Linked DNA regions of Mus musculus: region 2 is linked to region 1. The links are chromatin contacts, called in public Hi-C maps. All regions are on one chromosome and are shown on one strand. Each heading gives the region's core, a stretch centred on a gene start, on an enhancer-like site or on the middle of the called end of the contact. The rest is flanking DNA. Distances are from core to core; before and after follow the strand shown.

Region 1 (7,536 bases), core at 2,449-4,948:
CTCTTGTGGAGTGCTGCTCTGGTATTGGCTCACCTCCAATTCTGGGGAAAGCTTGTCACTGACTGACCTCTGGAGTGCTTGTGAATATGTAGCAAGCATTTCTTCTTTCTCTGAATGCTCATGGAACTTTTCAGAAGTGGAACACCTTTCCAGAGTGACAAGCCACACCCTAGATAATGCAGTCAGTTGAAGAACTTGTAAACATACCCTCCTCCATTCAAGAAATTCCTTAAAGGAGAAGCTGGGAGTGAGAGCTGTGACACATGTTGCCAGTAATACACAGGCCCTGTGCTGTTGGCCATTGGCTGTCCATTCACTGAGCACTGGATGAAAGGTGTCGTTGTTGGCACACTTTCTCACCAGATTAGGCTCATTCTTTCTCTATCCTCCCTTTGAGGATGGGAGTCATGGTCATCTGCAATTCACTGAGAATGGAGGATTGTAGGGAGATGAGAATTTAAAGTCAAGAAAGACACAGACCCAAGGCAGCTGGAGATGGGTTGTCTGCAGGAGATGTGAGCCTAAACAGGGACAGAGGAGTGAAAGAGTGTCTCAAACCAAGTGAGGCAGGCACAGGAGAGCCCAGAAAATGAAGTGGGGGATCAGGAGAAAGGTGGGAATTATGGTATGCATTTGTTTCCTGGAGTTGCAGTAAGAGGCAACAACAAATTTGGTGATTTAAGACAAGAGATATTTATCTCCCACAGTCTCGGAGGGAGATTAACTGTTTGAAGACGCACACATTCTTCTGAGGCTCTTAGGGAAGAATGAGTCCCTTGCTCTTCAGCTTCTAGGGACTGTCATCATTTCCAGGCATGTGGCTACATCTGCCTGTATCTTCCTATTCCCTTGTTGGCATATTAATATAGACACCACTACTGACTTTAGGTCCTATGTTGTCATCCACACATGTAACTGGAACTAGGATATATTTAAAGCTCTGCTTGCAAGTAAATTTTGGGTTCTAATAGCTACTAGATATAGGGTCTGAATATAAAGTCTAAGAAAAATCTAGATATGGACCTAGTTCTTGAACATATACCATTTAAGTCATTACAGGGTGGGAGAAATTCAAAAGAGAAGGAAATAAGCCATAAGGTGAGGGCAGGCGGCCTTTTCTTTGGAACTTGTCAAGTTCCATGTATTCATTTATTTGCCATTATTTGAGGCTGTACAACCATGGAGTTCACTTGGGTCTCATCTACACTGCAGCTTTCTCTGCATTTACAGATCTATACAGAAAACTTAGAGATTCATGCTCACCTTTCTACCCTCACCCAATTGCACTGAGTACATGGCTCACACAAGGCACCACCCACCACTACTGTATTTTATGGAGCTCAGCAATTCCTCCTACATAAAACCCTTTCCCACTTATCTACTTCCTAACTTCCTGGACCCCACCAAGGGTCTGGCTTGCTCTTTGTTTCCCTAATTCAACTCCTCCACTTTGTTATGCAAGGCAATTTAATTCTCCTTCCATTTACTCTGCCCCAGGCTTACCTTTGCATAGCCAAAGACTCATTAATGTCTGCATAAAACAAAATACAATTTATGCAAGATGCAAGTTAGAATTACTAGTATAGATTTTGTCCTCTTCTCTCTCTCTCTCTCTCTCTCTCTCTCTCTCTCTCTCTCTCTCTCTCTCTCCCTCTCCCTCTCTCTCCCTCTCCCTCTCCCTCTCTTCCTTCTCTACTCCAGTTGTATGGACTGTGTTCTTCAGGAATGATGAAATGTTATACTCTGGATGTCAAATCATTTACTTCTTTTCTGTTACATGAATATTTCCTTGACATGTATTTCTTTTAAATATGCCTTTAATACTGTGGTTCTCAAACATCAGAAAATTTTTACATTCCTACAAAATTATGTAGGTCCTTAAACAATTGTTGCTTGCTTGGATTTTATCTATTGATAGTTACTATATTAGAAATAAAATGAGAAGCTTAGAAATATTTATCTGCCTAAAGTAATCAGAGTACATCTATTAAATATTAACATAAACATCTTCATAGGGAAAATAGTTTTCAAAACAATAAAAGACTCGGTAAGAAGAACTGGCACTTGCATCTTTGCAATTCTCTTTTAAGTCTGGCTTAATGGAAGACAGCTGCTCTGCAATTAGCTTATTGTAAGATCAGTGTCTCTTGGAAAACTCAACCATACAGCTGATTAGAACATGCAAGTGTAAAGGCAAATGTGATCCTAGGATTATTATGAAACTAGCTTTTCATCTTGATGACTGTTAAAAGCCTAATTTTAGCACACATCTTAGTGTGCTTCCTTTTATAAGGAAAACAAAACCCAGAGAAATTGATATTGAACTAAAACTAAACCATGGGGGTCACACTCCTGGACAAGAAACTACAGGCAACTATGGCTGCTGAGAGAGGGAAGTTAGCCTATCCCATGGAAGAACCCTCTAATTGGTTGTCCAATACAACGTGATTATCCCTGAAGCCATAGACACATACACAATAACAACAGTTTCAGCAGATTGTGCTGGCATATCCATGGATACTTACACATATATGCAACAATAATAATTAAAGAAGAAGAAGCTATCAACTTGAGATTGAGTTGGGAGACATGGAAGAAATTGGAGGGAGAGGACTTGAGGAGGCTGGAGGGAGAAAAGGGAAGGAGAGAAAGTGGCATAATTGTATTTTTAATGAAAGGTGCACACAAAAATAAAATGAACCATGAACCAAGTGCTCAGAAAAATTTTACTAGCTGACTTTAGTCAAATTACGTAACTCTGTTCTCCATTTCATTCTTTCTCTTTGATAACTATGATTCAAGAGAGCGCTTTTCAAAAGTGCTTATTGAGGAGGAACCTAACATGATATCATGAAGTTCAGAATGCTTCACTTTCGTCTGGCTCTGATAAGTTCCTGCTCTCCACATCCCCGCTCAGGGATCTCTGCTCTAAGCCTCTTCTACATTATAAGTAAGAAGACTGAGGGCATGGTGGCGCGTGCCTTTAATCCCAGCACTTGGGAGGCAGGGGAAGGCGGATTTCTGAGTTTGAGGCCAGCCTGGTATACTGAGTGAGCTCCAGGACAGTCAAGGCTACACAGAGAAACCCTGTCTCGAAAAACAAAACAAAACAAAACAAAACAAAACAAAACGACTGAGGACAACCATATTATCAACAACGGCAACATCTACTAGCTGTATACTAAGAGTTAAACAGCACGAGGACGTTTTATACACACATTCTGTTTAATTCTCTGTGCATTCCAAGAAAGGCGCTGGCTTCACTTTACCGAACTGGCTGAAGGTTGAAGAAAAAAGGTCTCTGGCCCCTACCTCTGTACACGTACCCTTTCCTAGCTCCTGCAACTCAGATGGTCATAGTTCATTGTTACTCAAGGCGATCCCTTGATGACAAAAGTCAAAAGTGTGATACTCCCCACCTGTCAACCAAACCGCCCGCCCGTCTCCTAAAGAATCATAAGGGGAGCGATCTTTCTAGCTTCCCGATGCTTTCGTTCCTGAAGTCCAGACTGGGAAATCTCCGAGCGTCTGATCCCGCTGAGTTTTGCAGAGAGGAGAAAGGGGTGCCGATGCACTGCGGGTAGCTGTCTGGAACGGAGAATTCCGGCTCTGGGTTAAAGCCGGAACCTTTCTCCACTCTCCGCGTTACACGGGCGGAGTGCGGAACCTTTCTTCTATGCTCACAGTTCCCAGGCGGAGGAGTGCGAAATCGGAACGTCCCTCAGCAACCGAGTTCTTGCCGGGGTCGCTAGCTGCTGACGTGTGCCTGGCCGGCTTCAGGCCCTGGGTTGCGGGTCGCTATGGCGGTGGACATCACACTGCTCTTCCGGGCTAGCGTCAAGACAGTGAAGACGCGGAATAAGGCTCTGGGAGTGGCCGTGGGTGGCGGGGCCGATGGCAGCCGGGACGAGCTGTTCCGCAGAAGCCCTCGGCCCAAGGGAGACTTCTCCAGCCGGGCCCGTGAAGTGGTAAGCTGGTTGCTATGGGAACGGCGGGCGGGAGCTAGGGGCGCATACGCTCCGCGGCCCCTGGACCCCAAACTGGGCCTATCTCTTTAGCTCTCGGTGAAGACAGGGAGTCTCTAGCAAGACAGAGAGTCTGTCTCACCGACCTAACAGCTGGCTCAGGGTGGCGACAGGTTTATTCTCACGAAGGGACGCATATCTGGGCACTGAAGGAAGTAAGTTAGAGGTGCTTGGATATCCTTGAAATCAGGTTATAACCTTCTGAGGCAGTGAGTTCGCCAAGAGTTCCCACAGTCTGACACTTCCTGTCGCAAAGCTCACCACTATCTCCCCTCGCCCTTCCACGAATCTGTTTGGACCTCCTCTTGCTCGTAGGGTTTAATAAAATCCACGCTCAGCTGAACGCTCCTTGATCCTTGCCTCCAGGCATAGGTAGGACTCAGTACCTCCTGAGATTGGTTTAGGACATCACCAGTGTAGGGTAAAAGCTTTTCCCTTCAGAGCGGCAACACTTAAGCAACACTAGTGTTGTAACTGTCCTCTAAACTGCTTCCTGTTCTCTGGACACAACCGGCTTCTGTGTCCCCAACATAGAAATCTTTTCCATAAGGGTAGGAACATGTTGACAGTATTTCTGTATGTGCTACTGACAATATTGCTTAGTAAGTATTCTTTGAATGAATGAATGGTTGAACGAATGAACAATTATTGATTCCACTAAACAGGAAAAAAAAAGATTGTTTGCATTATATCCCTTTGTGTCTATGACACTAGGGTAAATGTTATTTTTGGAGTACCAGGGGGTCATATACAGTCTGCCTGTCTTTTTAAAGACACACACACACACACACACACAATGGCCCAAAGCATTGAAAGGTACAAATCTGGGGGATCTAAACTTTAAGTTTCATTGGTTTTCCAGTAAACTCACCTCTGCTTGGCACATAATCCATTGCTTGATATTTCTCTTTTTGAGGCAGGGTCTTTCCATGTAGACAAGGCTGGCCTTGATCTTACAGAAAGGTGACTGCTTCTGTCTCCCAAGTGCTGAGATTGAAGGCATGGGCCCTCAGACTAGATAATACTCAAATATTACACACACACACACACACACATATATATATGCACAAGTCAATGAATGGCTGTTTACAGATAATGTTGAAGCACAGGAGGTTGTATGAACCAGATAAATGCCCCTCCCTCCAACAGTAAACATCTACCTAGTACTTACTTTCTGACCAGCACTGTTTTAGAGTAATAGGGTTCCACTGTTGAGTTATAGTTACAGTGGTGGAGGAGATGCAAATATAAACAAACGCCCTGCCGTGAGCCGTGCTGGTGTTCTGTAGGGCACAAGGGAAACAGTGGTTAATCCCACCTGGGAGAAAGGCTTCATGGGACAATGATGTCAGAAACCCATTCTAAAAGAACAGTAGTTGGTTTCATTGCCAAGAAGGCTAGGAAGGGCATCACGTGCTGGCCGTGCTCCTGGGTGGCCACACAGTCAGGAGGACATGGACAGTGCAGTTAGACTTGATGGACTTTTAAAAAATGGGTGTGTGGTGGGGAGATGGGGACATGAAGGTAGGGGGGTATAGAGGTGAGAGTGGATTTGAAAGGAGTTAGAGGGGGACTGGATAAATATGATCCGAACACATATGCAATTCCCAATGAATTAAGAAAATATCTTTTTTGAAAAGAGACCAACATGCACAAAGGCATGAGATAGTAGCTTAAGTTGGGCTTGATTAAAATAAGAATGTGGGACACTCAGAAAAATAATGAGTGTTATGGTAGCCAGCGGGAAATCTAGAAGATCTTTGCAGATCACTCTGCAGCGTTTGAACCTTGCCTTCTAGACCAGTGGTTCTCAATTTTCCTAATGCTGTGGCCCTTTAATACAGTTCCTCATGCTGTGGTGACACACCCCCCCCCATCAATCATTATTTTCATTGAGACTGCATAAGTATAATTTTGCTACTGTTATGAATTATAATGTAAATATCTGATATTCGGGTTATCTGTGACCCATGTGAAAGGGTCATTTAACCTCCCCTCAAAGGGGTCACAATACACAGGTTGAGAACCACTGCTGTAGAAAGTCCAGTATTATGTAGACAGCGAAGAAGATCCAGGAGACCACAGTGTTGTCTTAACCATTTTAGCTATTAGCCAGACTCATGCTATTAGGCAGAACTTATTTACCTACAAAATGGTTCTTTTTATCCAAAACAGACTTTAAAACGCCAATGGATCCATCTTATATATCATATATAACATGTCTTATCATACAATTTATCATTTTTTTATGGTTTTAGAGCTTTATTGTAGAAAGGCAGAGAGAAAGAGAGAGGGTAAAAGAAAGGCCAGCCATGGCCACGTGGAGAGAAGCAGGGTGGGAGGGAGGGGAGAAGGAGAGCTAGAGATGAGAGTTAGAAAGTTGAGAGCTTAAGAGCACCATGTATCATGTTGAAGGAGGCATGTCTCAGGTTGAAGTAAGAGAATGGGAAAATAAGGTGTCATCATAGCTCTAGTCTGAGTCTGGCCAAGCTGTTGTCGCAGTGTGTGGACGGCACAGTTTTGGTGTGTGGAGGCTCTTCCTGGGTGGTTTATTAATGCTGCACAGATTATCAGTCCTCAGGGATAGGGGATTTGGGAACAGAAGAGTTAAGATGCACAATCCAGCTAGCAGCCCTGTGAGGAGAGAGCCCATGGTCAGTTGGACTGTTCCCTGAGTGCTGAAAATGCATTTTTGACAGTTTTCTTTTAATGGCCTCACAGATGAAGATCCTTGGAAGGTTCAGGCAGCCCCAGTAATGGAACGACAGTGGCACTTCTGAGTTCAAGGTGAAATATCATCAGTGGCAAACACGTGGGACCTGTTCTTCTCACATGCTGCCTCTGACCACAGAAGCCAGCACTCATTTCCCAGTGGATCCTGTAGCTCAGAACTCCTCAGCTCTGTCCCCTGAGAGCTATTACCAACTATTGGGCTTGACATTAAGTTGAAATCTGCTTGATAGTCTACTGGGCAATTGGTTCAAAATCAATTGTATACCTAAACAGAACCATAGACTTTTCAGGATGTACTTTTAAAGGTCCTGTAATTCATCTTATTCAGACTAATCATTTTAATAGATGGGAAGACTTAAAACTCAGACAAATGCAGTGACTGGCCCCATGTCTTTGCAGCTGAGGTCATGGGCTAGAGCCAGAGGCAGAAGTGTTTTTTATTTCTCTGTTATTGTTATCTTAAATATCCACCTAAATTTTTAAAAAGATTCCTTTTTATTTATGTATTTATGCCTGTGTGACTGTGTGCCGTGTATGTGGGGGTGCCCTCAGGAGGCCAGAAGAGGACATCAGATTCCCTGCACTAGTGTTCCAGGTGGCTGTAAGCTGACTGACATGGGTGCTGGGAACTGAACTCAGATGTCCAGTAACAGAAGAGCAGTAAGCACTTCTAATCACTGAGCCATTGCTCACTCCCACTCAATAATTTCTAACAAAGTTGTTGGACTTCCTGATGTTAAAGAGTTTTCTTCTTGAGTTCATAGTGCCTGGGACTTGG
Region 2 (7,536 bases), core at 3,625-6,124, 71 kb before region 1:
AACGGTGGGGATGGGGAGGTTCTCAGAACCAACTGTTCATTATGGACCACACTTTCTCTGTCTCTACAGCTCTGGGTCTTTATTTATAAACCCGGCTAAGCAGGAAGGAAATTCTCACGGTCATATTGAATATCTGTATGAGTTTGCTAGGCTCTCATAATCAAGTACCATACATGGGGCTTGAACATAGGTTCATTTCCCTCTCAGCTGTAGCGGGCCCCCAAGTCTGTGATCCCTGGAATCAGTGGGTTTAATTCCTCCAGTAGCCTCTATCCTTGTCCTTATCTTCCCAAGGAGCTGTCTCCAGGGGTCTTCACCTGAGCTCCCTACCTCTTCCTATGAGGATACCAGGCTTTTCCAACTTGAGCTGTTCTCCATGACCTCTGTAAGGGGCCTGTTTCCAAACTGTCACATTTTTATCCCTTTTAACTCTTAGGTCTAGGGTAGACCCAACTCAGCACCTGATCCATCTGAGGCTATATAAAGTACGTTTCTGAGAGGGAAAGGCTCACCCAAATACCACTCTATGCCATACATACATGCCCACATTTAGGGAATGTCAGAGTCCCCATCACCCACACAGCCATCTCTTGTGAAAATAAGGAGTTTGGGGAGGAGTAGCGACCTCTCAATGTTAGTTTATGGGATCCCTTCACCTACAAGGTCCCCAGCAGGATTTCCGCAGATGGTTTACCGCTGACTTGCAGGCTTCAGGGTAATGGAGTGGACAGGTACCAGGGCACCGCTGGGAAAGAGCAGGCTCCAAGCTCATCAGATAAGGCAGGACAGGGCAGCAGCCCTCTTTATCAGCGACTAACATGCTCAAAGGCGGGACCTGAGGCCTGGGGTCTCTGTAGGAAGAAAGTGGACAGTCTCAAGGGGATTAGCTACAAGATGTCAGTTTCTAAACACAAGCCAGGCCAGACATCAGGCTTGAGCCCTGGAGCCTGCCTGCTGCGTGGCTGAGACAGGGTTGGGAGAATGAGTTAGTGTCTGCGTGGGCTCTGGCTGCCAGATGCCCACGGTAAGAGTTGCCAGTGGGTTGACACTGAGTAGCACTCACACTAGCTACCATCATTCATTTTACTGCTCATTCATTCATTCGTTCACTATGCCAGGTCTGTTCTCACTGAATGTGTGGGCTCTGGGAAACAGCGGAGGGAAAACAAAAAACAAAAAACAAAACAGAATCCAGACTCAGGACTCAGGCAAGCAGAGTCTGGCAGCGAGAATCTAGGCAGGGACGCTGCCCACACAGTGGTTCCAAGTTAGTAAAGGAAATTCGAGCTGGAGAGGTAACAGGTATGGGGATGGGATTGGTCATCTCCCATTGTGGGGTGGGGGAGTCAATGCTGACTGCCAGAGAAGAGTGAAGAGAGCCACCAGTCCCCATGCTAGCTAGTGGCATGAGGAGAGGAACCACTGCAGTGAGGCCCAGAGTCAGCCAGGGGCACCAAACAAAACAGGCCTCCCTGCTGAGGGGCACTGGGATCTCTAACAGTGATAGACCCTTGAGGCTCAGGGTAGGGGTGGGGCCAGAGCAGCGAGGCCTGGGACCAGACCTTCAGTTCACAAGAAGACTCACCCAGGCCAAACCCCCCTCAGAAAACACCTGAGAAGCCTGGGGAAGGGGTTTCCTACTGGCTTCTTCAGGGGCTACCTTCTTAGCTGAAAAGACAATGAAACTTCAGAGGAAAAAAACAGACTAATTCACGGAAGCGCATCTCGCAGCATCTGTTCTCAGGGATAGGTTATTTCTCCGCTGCTGGTGAAATGAGCCAATTCAAGCCAGATTAGATTATATTAAAGGCAGGTTTATTGGGAAGCTGCTCTCGGGAGAGCTCACTGGCCCCGAGGATTGGTGGGGTGGGTTGTGGGGGCAGAGAGAAAGGGCACCCACACAAAGAAAGGAAAGAAAGAATAGAGAGACCAAAATGTCTGGATTATATAGGGAAGAGCCTCTTGGGGGAAGGGCAGCCTAGCTCCTGGGCTGGAAAGTTCGGGGTGAGGGTGGGGGGGGAGGCAGGGTATCCCAGGTAGGGACTGAGGGATGCTGGGAGGACCTGGAGGCCAGGTCTGCTCTGCTATGTAAAATATGCGCCTCAGTCCCTTGTCCCAGGTTGGACACCAAACACTCAGAAGAGGTTCCCAAAAAGCTTCTCATGGTGGGTGTGTGCTTGGCCAGCAGAGCTCACCATCTCTGCCAGATTGTTCTTCCTTCATTGGGTTTTCTGGAGGATTAGATGGCTTCCCTTGTGGAGAAACCGAGACACTAAAGGCTATCAGTTATACCCAGGCCTTCTCATCATGACTTAGGAGGCTGACTTTCACCTGGGGCTACGTGGGAGAGCAGAACCCACCTCAGATTAGTGATGAGGGAGAAAGCTTTTAAAGAACCAGAAGAGAGGACACTGAAGGTCTTTCTACAAAGAGTAATGGCCTTGTGAGGAGACAGGAGGGGCTGAGAGTCTCCATCACTAAATGCTCTCTGGCTAGGGAACAAGCAAGACCCAGGGGATAACAGCAGCTGGAATGCCTGGGGTCTCACCTCAACAATATCCATTTCTGGGGCTTGGACAGAGGAAGCCCCATGGGTTCTGTTCTCAGAGTCTTTCTGATTGATGGCAGAGGTCTGGACCAGATAGTTCCAGGTTCTTGGCTCTTTATTTAAGAAACTGAAATATTGGCTCACAAATTAGAAAAGGTTTGAGGAGGCTTCATTTGAGGCAAATTTAAGGAGCAGGTCTGAAGGCATTGAAGGGGACCAGCAGGCTTCAGGGTGAAAGAAATCAAAGGTCCTGATGGTTACTCAGAATTACCTCCTACAGCGTTCAAGTGGAGTTTGTTTACGAAGGGCAGAAGGGCACGGTGAGGGTGGTTCTGTTTTGATTGGTAGAGTAGGTCATATTATTATTTTCTACTGTACTTATTGTTAGGATTCAAACAAGGGGTTAAGGTGTCTATTTTACATATCAAAGCAGATTCCGCTAACAGGTTCTCCCAGCATCCCTTAGTCCCTATCTGTTACAGGGTCATTCTAGTTGGCATACCCTGCCCTCTACCCTAAACTTTCCAGCTCAGTGGCCTGGGCTGCTCTTCCCTATATAACCCACCCATTCTGGTTACCCAATCTCTTTGCACCTTTCGGCCTCCTAGTTATTGTACCTGTTTCCCTGTTCTCCAGTCTCCCTTCCCCTTCTCCTTCCCCTCCCCCTCTCCTCACTGGCCTAGCTCAGGGCCATGTCTACTCTGAATCTCCCAGATGTTCCTGCATCTGGTTATGCTCTCCCAGATAGCTACAATAAACTCTCTCCTCCACCACACTTAGGAACAGTCATATCCTTTCCTTTTTACTTACTTTGTTCATTCACACATCCCTTTCCGTAATGCATCTGATTTTAATCATAGGCACACCCAATTATGCATGGGTATAAGATGATAAATAGGAGACTTTCCCCCCTAAAAGTTCATTTGAGGACACAGCTTTGCCCTAATGCATACACATCCCAAACTAGCTCAGGCTGAATTGATTCCCCTCCACCCTGGTCTTAGACTTAACTGGAATGTCTAAATAGAAACTGTCCAAGTTTGATGGTCACTAAAAGAAGGAGAGATATATTTCCATTGTTCAGAATGTGTGGGTGTTCATACAGCTTTATGCAGTGGGGAAGGGGGTCTTACAATGCTAATGGGTTGCTAGATGCATTATTCTGAATGGTGTGTATGTGTACAGTATATACAGGTAGAGCCTCTGGCTGCAAGTACATTATCATCAGAAGGGAAGCACAAGCCAAGTGGAGTCCTAGGTTCCCGAGCCATTCCCTATGCTTGCCTGCCCCACTTCCTATTGTCTGTGCACACAGGGACCAGTATTGGGCTGGGTGCTGGCACTGGTTCTCTCACGCTCGTGAACTCTGGGGTGAGGGTAGAATGCTGCTGAGCCTTAATTGCCCCAGGGAGAATTTTAGTTTCCAAATAATAGTTTAGAGAATGTCCTCTGCAACCAACAGCATCAGGAAGACTTGGGCACTCGTAAACATTCTTAAGTGTCACCCCAGAGGCAGAACCAGACCCTCTGGGGGCAACTACCAGCTACACCTGTGACCCTTGCTCTGGGCATCAGTTCCCAGCGGTGTTAGACTCTCAGGCCCCACCCTAGTCCTACAAATCAGAGTCTTCTTTTAGTCGGAGCCCCAGGAGGTCTCTTGCACATTACCATCTGAAAAGCGCAGCCGAAAGCCCGTGGACACAGAAATTTTGAGTGACACCTTGCAGTCATAAAACTCTATCAGGAACTCTTGGGAAAAATCACCCAACCTTTCATTTCTCTTTCTGCAAAAACTCCCAGGCAGGAGGGAGGCCTGTCGGGCTCAATTAGGGCTGTGAGTCCCTTTGATCCACCCCAAACTCCCGATAAGGACTCGGGGCAAGGGGCGCTGGGGGCAGACTTCTCCCAGTAAGGGGTGAGGGGTTCCCTCCAGGGGGCAGGAAGCCAAACCTGGCTCCTCCGAAAGTTCCGCCAAAGAATGCCCCCTTCTCGGAGCCTCTGGAATTGGGAAGAAATTCCTTGCAAATTCCATGGCCACCCCTGACCAGTGAGAAAATGAGAGTGCAGCCCAGCTCGACGGCGCGGTGCAGCCTGGCTCCATTAAATGAGTTCAAAACAATTACCAGGGAACATGTGTTTCCTATGAAGGGAGCAAGTGTTAAAACGGATTTAATTTTCTTTTGTAAATAAAGAGGCCTATCCAGCCCGGCCTGTTTATCTCCCTGAGAGAGATGAAAGTTGTTTCATCTGCCGGTAGCCTCTGAGCGCCTCCCCACCGAGGCGGGGCCGCTATCTGTACTCCATGTGTTGTGTATCTGTAGAGCCTTTCCATCGCGGTCATGTGGAACTGTTTGAGCACCATGAGGTCTCTTCTCAAAGTCTGACTCTTAGTTATCTACAATGGCGCTCCTCTCCCTCTCCCTTAAACATATTAGTGATTCATAAACAGTAAAATTAGTTGGCTGGGGAGGGGTTGGTGGAGGTATTCATTCTGGCGGCGCCTGCTTTCCTGGGTTGGTAGTTAAAATAAATCATGGCTGTCACAATGGAATTCGGGCCTAAAAATCACCTGTAGGAATCCCCCACACGCACACCCCGCACCCACGTTCCCCACCCCCACCCCCAGCATGGATGATCAAAGCTACCCTACTCCAGCTGGAGAAGGGGAGTGAGATTCGGGCGAGGACGAGACACGGAGGAGAAAGACAAGAGGCAGTTTCAACAGTCAGAAGGAAACATCCAGAAGTTATGAGGAAGGAATCTGGAAATTAACATCTCTGCTCTGGAACTGCACGAGAATGAGGTTGACTTAAGATCTTAGTTTTTCTAATACAAAATATAATTAATCACTTCGTTCCGTGAAGTTGTGTTTCCACTTGACCTACCCGCGCTGGCAGCCAGAACTCAGGTTTGCTTTTTTGTGTTTCTTTTTTCCCCGACTGCAAATTTAATAAATTTCAACATGCCCAAACTTCCTGACTTACACTGTCCACCACGGGTATCTCTGGAAACTTCAATAGCTGGAGATAACTCACACACTCTGCTCCGCCTACCTTCTCGGCGCTCACAGTAATCCGGGATCAGGCGACTAAGCTTTCATCTTGAGAGCATTTAAGTTAATTACACGAGGCCAGCAAGGCCCTGAGGAGCCGGTTCTGCGCAGCCCTCCTGAAGCCAGACATCATAGGATCCAGATGCAACCCCTTGGCAACTTAAGCCCAACAAATTTCCTTTGTCAAGAAATGCAAACAGCCCAACATTGAAGCCCAGGCTACTACAGTGAGTCGGCTTCCTTGGGGCTAGACTACAGCTCCCAGAGCCACCATCCAGGCCAGAAGCTATTGAAAGGTGCAAGTGCCCACTTAGCGGCACCTTCCACCCTCCCACCTGGGTACGGGTTACCAAGGATGGCTCATTTTAGTTTGAATGGGTCGCTGATCAGAACATGACTGCCTCTTGTCAGTTGACCCCAATCCAAGGCATTTTCAGGACAGTGCATTTACTGGCAAGAGACTGTCCCACTTAGTTGGCAGGTTTCCTACTGTGAACTTTGTTCCCAGATGTCTGCACCCATCTCCCTCTGGCACCTATCAATCTGTCCCAGCTTAAAATGACCCTCCTCTTGGATATCCCTCGGAGATCATGGCAGGGTCATCTGCCCCTATTCTCCATCCTTGCTGCAACCTGTTCCCATCTCCTTTGTCATCTGAGATGGGCAGGGTTCGTTCTTTCTACTCCATTACAGTGATATTCCCCTCTTGCGAGGCAAGGGTGTTCTGGACTAGGCAGCAACCCTGACTGAGTCTGAGATCCCCTAAAACCATCAGCTCCACACTTTTTTTTTCCTGGGGTTTTACTCACAGCAGAGCTCATAGCTCCATGCTACCCACCGATCACAGCAAGAGTTTGATGTGGTCACGTGAGAGGATTCTAAGATCAGCATCCTGTGGAATTGATCTTGCTCTCAAAAAGTCTACCCATGTCTTACTTGCAGTACCTGCCTTGGAAGCAGAGTCTTTGCAGATGTAATCAAGGTAGTGTGAAGCTCTCTGAGATCAGGGTGGCTCTAATCCCATGGCTTCTGTCTTTACAGACGAGAGACACATAGGGAAGAAGGCTGTAGCAACCAGAGCATCCCCCAAGAACCTGGAGAAAGCACGGCCAACAGACCTAGAAGAAACACACCCCACCTCACGACACAATAAGCACCTGTTTGTGTTTCCCTGGCTTGACTCTGAGTGTGCAGGGATAGAAAATTGTGTCTTCACCCATTGGAGGTCGTGGCTGACACCCCACAACCAAGCACAGATTAACAAGAAAGAAATGTATAACAAATTTATGTAATAAGTTCCACATGGTAGCCTTCAGGAATGAAGACCAAAGAAAATAGGAACACAATTGGAGGTTTGATGGCACAGGAACAGCCATTCAGAGGACATTGAGGTTCATGGGCAAGGGACCTTGCTGGCCCTGTTCAGTTCTTTCTGGAACTCTGTGTCTTGCCACCGTCTTTCCTTCTCTCCAGGTGTGAGGCAGGCTTCTGTCACATAGGAACTGGTAGCCTGCTCAGGGTAGCTTGATCATACTCATGAGTTCTAGGCTGTACATAAAAAGGTGGGAAAATGTTAGCAGGCTTTTCTGCCTCTGCTTTTCCTTGGTTTCCACCAAGTTTAGGGTTAGTGTGTCCTGTTCCCCATCTGCACTGTAGAAAATAAGGTCAGCGTCTTTCTAGGCACTGTCCATTCTGTCACTGGGACGTGGCAGGGCTTCAGTGTGATGGGTATGGCTGGATGTGTATGTACAATTCTTCTATTACCTCATGCCTGACTCACAGAGACCACCACTGGATCCCAGGGCATCCTCCGTGTCTCAGCTACAGAGAATCTTTGCGGGACTCTTACCAGGAGCTAAACCTGCCTTGATGTCCCAGCCCTGGGTCCAGCCCCTTCTCCCCAAACAGGCCATGAGTCCATAGTTCTTTTCCACCT

What was found. A called contact is a pair of places that touch in the nucleus more often than the background predicts.
Region 2: a Hi-C map of uterus shows a contact between it and region 1, with 3 times the contacts expected there. The contact joins the enhancer-like site here to the promoter of Stx18 in region 1. A contact is called at or near these places in 4 of 39 promoter capture datasets (cranial neural crest, frontonasal cranial neural crest, maxillary cranial neural crest and 1 more), 3 of 484 Hi-C or Micro-C datasets (brown adipocytes, nephron progenitors and uterus), 2 of 115 datasets of contacts at active chromatin or transcription factors (embryonic stem cells and neural tube) and 1 of 9 other capture datasets (adipose tissue).

Annotation. Positions count from the first base shown.
Region 1 is chr5:38,035,532-38,043,067 of GRCm38.p6, forward strand. Stx18 (syntaxin 18) reads left to right here and starts at 3,699. Exons shown (of 11, transcript NM_026959.3): 1 at 3,699-3,968. The coding sequence starts at 3,801.
Region 2 is chr5:37,963,082-37,970,617 of GRCm38.p6, forward strand. No RefSeq gene overlaps it. Among named protein-coding and RNA genes, the nearest start is that of Gm40289, 5.1 kb to the right of the region's middle. RefSeq lists an enhancer at 4,542-6,115. Within about 2 kb of position 4,875, at least 30 of the 459 cell types and tissues checked have an H3K27ac peak or open chromatin away from gene starts, as enhancers often do. A contact at or near this core is called in uterus, where this site is marked.